2 separate regions of the Gossypium hirsutum genome follow, and region 2 is linked to region 1. A link is a contact called in public Hi-C data. All regions are on one chromosome and are shown on one strand. The core of a region is the stretch at or near the end of the contact, and the rest is flanking DNA. Distances in the headings are between cores, read along the strand shown. Region 1 has its middle 38 kb from the start of LOC107892028. Region 2 holds the start of LOC107892032 (cleavage stimulating factor 64).

Region 1 (2,513 bases), core at 6-2,505:
TTTAATTAAGTAAAATGGTGATCGAAAGGTAAAATTGAACCAATTAGGAGTTTGAGCAATTTAGATCCCTAATCCAAGAATTGACTAGCAATATGGACATCAACTGACCACTTTAGCCCATTGAATTGATATTTGTACACTTTTGTCTATTATTCAATTTAGTCCTCCTATGTGTAATTTAGCATAATTAATCTTTGGTGACGATTTTGCCGTAATATAATACTTAATCATTAGCTAGCTAGACTTCTTAGTTGCATGCATTGTCATTGTTAATCACCTTACCGCTTGATCTCTCTTGGGTCTGATCCTCGGAATGCTTAGTGTTCCGTTATAACACACAAATATTACAACTGATCTGTCATACTTGCAGTCAAACCACTTTAATTTCTGATATTTTTGTGTTGATTCTGTACTCGACGTTCACTCGCCGTGATGTGGTCAAAGACACGCACACATTAACACCTAGCATACTTAATTTCCATTTATTTTATTATCACAATAAAGAAAAAATAGTGATAATTATCATATTATACAGAACCAACAATAAACTAAATTTAACAATCAAATTCAATACAAATATGTTAATTGTGACTAATTTATTTAATTGTAATAAATATCAAACTATTTGTAATATTGAAAATATAATGCACAAACGACAAAAAGAAAAAGAATAACATAGTGCATTATATATTTACATAAAAAACTCCGATACATTTTTAACATATTGGTAGTGAAAAGAAAATGCAAATATAAATAAACACCCAAAAAAACTAGTCATCGAGCACCACATACTTGATTTCATCATCATCATAATAAATTTCTTGAGAATCATCAATCACTTTTCTCAGAACCAAGATGAATGCCATAAAATCTTATGATAGCTTGATATCTAACATAGCAATCCACATAGAGTAACAAGCATGTTGTGATTCCTTCTACGAGTGGTGGAGCTCGTGGTGGAAATCGCAACCCGCCTTGTACACAACTTTTTACAAAGAGATGAATCAGGGTAGCATATATCTAGTTCTCATCGGAGAACTTGATTTCGTCCAAGAGGCTCTTTTAATATATGGTTAACAATGTCTCTCTTAGACTTAGAATTTTAACATGGCCGTCTCTCATTATTAAGCTACCCGCCCAAAGCAACTCTTGGATTTTGCCATTCACTTTCATGACATAGATAATATCATCTTTAGGAATGCATTCCCCCAATTCGGTGGGCCTACCACCAAACCAATAGTTTGGTTGACTGTAATGGTATTACAGCCCGAATCCATTCCAGGCTCTATTACGGGAAAATGTTGAATAGGCATTCCTTTCTTCACCGCTGAATAGATATTCCATTCCACGGGAGTAATTTTTTTCCCAATTTTCATTTTTTGCCCTCAGCTTCATCTTCTCCTTTCCTTTCCATCTCTGCGTTTCCCTTTTTTCCTTCTTATTTCCCTTCATCTTAGTTTCCTTATTTCCTTCTTATTTCCGCATCTGCTGCTACTGTTTCTGTTCGCCTTCAGCATTCGGCTTGGTCTTCAGCATTCTGCACGGCGACTGCTGCTACTGCTTCTGTTAGACCTTTTATTTTCTAGGGTTTCTGTGACTTAAAATGAATTGGCTCTCTCGTATTTTTCATTATTTTACTTTTCTGTTACTCAAGTTTGGGTATTTGTTTTTATTATTTTCGATTCACAGTCTGAGCAACCCGAACAACCTGTAGTTGAAGATGACGACGACAACGATGACGACGACGATGATGACGATGACAAGGATAAAGATGACGCTGAAGGTAAATATTCGTTTTCATTTAATTTCTTATTCATTTGTTAATATTTTAGATTTAGGGTCGAATTGATTTCAGTAGTGCTATCGTTTTTGGTTAATTATATATGTTTCCTGAATCTTGAATTATGCCTGAGCTTCGAATCAAGCTTCTAGTGTTTTTGTCTTGAATTCGATCGATTTTGATCTTTGTTTAGACTCTTTTTTAAGCTTTGTTATTGATATCGGTGCTACTGCTATGAATCAAAATCCGGGAACCTTCAAGTCTAGGGTTCTTGATGGATTTAGATACCTTTTTATATTCGTACTATGTTACATGAACTGGAGTGTAGATGTTGGAAACAGTGTATGTATGACATGGTATTCTTTTTTCATATATTTAGAGGGTTTTTAGAGGGTTTATCTTCATATTTTTATTCAACTCGGATATGTGTCCAACATGCGTGTTGGATTCATCTATGAACTCAATGTTTTATGTTAATGTATTCCATGCATTGCAACTTTCGTTTCTCTCTGTACCATTCTTTAAGATGTTTTAAGTGATAGTGGAGATTTATATCTTGCTAAAATATGGTATTCTTCATATCACTGTGTTTAGAGTTTCATATTCGGGAGGGTTGGGACTTTTTCTGTTAAGAGATTCATCTTTTGTGTTGTTGTTCTGTCTCTGGGCATGGTTAGATTCTTTCAAGTTTGTCTTTGTATTTGGAGGTCCTTGAAATTCATATTGCTATATC
Region 2 (2,513 bases), core at 8-2,507, 130 kb before region 1:
ATGGATTGAGACTGAAGATTTGCAGCAGGAACAGAAGCAACGGAGATTCTTGTCCCAGCTTGGTTTTGATGCTGTTTCCTTACAGGAGCTTGGATCTGGGATGGAGCAGCTTGTTCTTGCAAGCGAACTTGACCTGGCAACAAATGTGCTGGCTGGATATTTGGCTGAGGGGGTGGTTGTACTGATTGCTGAGATTGTTGTGATGCAGGTGGCTGAATAGCTGGAATCTAAACACAAACAGTAAGTACACTAGCACAGTCCCTAAACATAATTTCAAGGATGATATTACAGAGATCAAAAGCATACCGCTTGAGGGGGCTTAACCATTCCGAGCATAATCTGAGCCTGAAGAAACAAGAATAATCAAAGAAACCTAGTCAGGCATGGAAGCTACTAAATCAACAGTACACCATCTAAAAAGTAGATGCAATTTAAAGCAAAAGAAGGGTAATTAACCCATCAAGCTGTGCAGCACTCTAGAACAAGTCCATCAAGAAAGATGGTTAGCAACTTCTTATTTTGAGTTGCAACTAGAACTAAACGCATCTCATTACTACAAAGCTAACTCCAGAGACCTAATTGTCCATACAAAGGTTCCGAAATGCTTGATTCCTAGTGACAAGCTAACATCAACCTCTATACCAAGAAAAGGCAACAAAAAATTACAACTTCAGCCTACAAGGGATATCAAGAGAGTGTAAAGCTAAAGGGTTACGCGATGCTAATAGTAATATCAATCAACAGTCAGTCATGCACATAACTAGTATCAATATTAAAACAAAGGAAGAAGGGAGTTTTTTTCATATTTGAAAAGTAAATAAACAAAGAAGAAAAGGGAAACCTGGAAAAGGGCTTTCGTCAAGAGAGGATTTTGGATAAGGATCTCCCTCGCCTGCTGCTGGTTTTGTTCTATAAGTGTCTGTATATACCCAAAATAAAGAAGGAAAAACCACTAATTAGATTTAACGGCTGAGGAAGTGGCGTTTGGAAGAAACGAAAATAAAATTTTGAAACCAAATAGAAAACAGAAAGAGAGAGTACCTTCATGTTTGACATAATATCATAAAGCTGGTTCTTCGACATTCCGGCAATGTTGGCTGGCAAACCTTCGTCAGCAACTTGCTTTCCCGCCATTGTCTCCGCCGAGTGTTACAGCAAGCAACAGAGATCAGGGAGTGGTTTTCGGCTTCAGTCTGAGAACTTATAGCGATGTGGTTTTGAAAGGTATTAGCCCACTAAAATGGAATCGACCTTAAAAAGAGGTCTTAGGCTTAGCCCAGGCTTTTTTTTTTTTGTATGAGTTGAAAAAATTAATTTACTATACACACACACACACACACGAGGGAAGTCATTAAATTTTTTGTAGGGTTAGAGGTTATGTTGTATATTTTTATGAGTTAAAATATAATTTTTTATTATATTAGTTTATATTATAATTAGTTTATATTATAATAGTTTTTAAAAGGATTAAACCAAAATTTTAGTATTTGGAAGGCAACTAATAATTTTACTTATATTAAACAATGTTTTCTAAATCGAATCGTTGGTCGGACCGATCAGACTATTGATTCGTTGATTCAATCGGTATAATGGGTTTGATTAGAAAATTATTAAAAATTTAAGTAATAATAATATTAAAAAAAATCTAGTTCAACCGGTCTTTCACCTAGGTCAACTAGTTCAAAACCCTTTCCGGGTCGATTCCCGATCCGATTGGCCAGTTTGGTTTGGTTCAAACAACATTGATATTAACTTAAAATCTTATAAATTTTGAGATTAAAAGAATCATTTTTTTTCATTTTGTGGGTTAAGGGCCCTACCCCCTCCACCCTTAGTTATATAGTTGATTTGTTGAATTATTTGGCAAACTAGTCAGTTTACAAAAGGGAGAAGTGAAGTCCATATTAGAGGACCGACTTCAAAGTTGACATCTCGAAAAGTCGACGTCAATGGTAGTAATATCCTGGAGGTGTCGACTTTAGTGTATAAACTATTTACCTTGCATGTATGCACAATGAAGGAGCACATGAAGGCTGAGAAATATAGTTTTCTCATGCATGCGTGAGAGGTTGAAAAATGCGATGGCTAGGTCAAAAGAAAATTGTTTGGAAATGATGGAACAAGGCAGAAGGTTGAGATGGTAGAACAAGACAAAATGCTATTTGGAGATGATGGAACAATGTAGTGTCTGAGTAACATGTAAGTGAAATAGTAATGGTAAAGGTGGGGGAGGATGGAAATTATGTATATACATATACCTTGACACCATGGCAAATTAGAATAGTGAGTTTATTCAACAATTTTTATTGAGTATTATTATCTTCTTCTATCTATTATCTTTTATATATTATGCAATCTTCATATATCTTCTTCAATCTTTGTAAGTATTTTTTCCATGATATTATAATTCATGTACTGATACATTAACATCTACTAACTATTAGTGTTAAATATACAACAGATTGTTGGGATTGTTGTTGAGCATAGTTTATGACATTTTTTAATATATGTTA

The links. A called contact is a pair of places that touch in the nucleus more often than the background predicts.
Region 2: a Hi-C map of leaf shows a contact between it and region 1, with 2.7 times the contacts expected there. The contact joins the promoter of LOC107892032 here to the enhancer-like site in region 1. A contact is called at or near these places in 3 of 34 Hi-C or Micro-C datasets (fibers and leaf).

What each region holds. Positions count from the first base shown.
Region 1 is chrD09:25,251,608-25,254,120 of Gossypium_hirsutum_v2.1, reverse strand. It overlaps the pseudogene LOC107892685. Among protein-coding and RNA genes, the nearest start is that of LOC107892028, 38 kb to the left of the region's middle. Within about 2 kb of position 1,255, at least 8 of the 9 cell types and tissues checked have an H3K27ac peak or open chromatin away from gene starts, as enhancers often do. A contact at or near this core is called in fibers and leaf, where this site is marked.
Region 2 is chrD09:25,378,198-25,380,710 of Gossypium_hirsutum_v2.1, reverse strand. It overlaps LOC107892032 (cleavage stimulating factor 64), which reads right to left and starts at 1,257. Exons shown (of 7, transcript XM_016816997.2): 1 at 1,042-1,257; 2 at 842-919; 3 at 307-345; 4 at 1-227. The coding sequence starts at 1,134.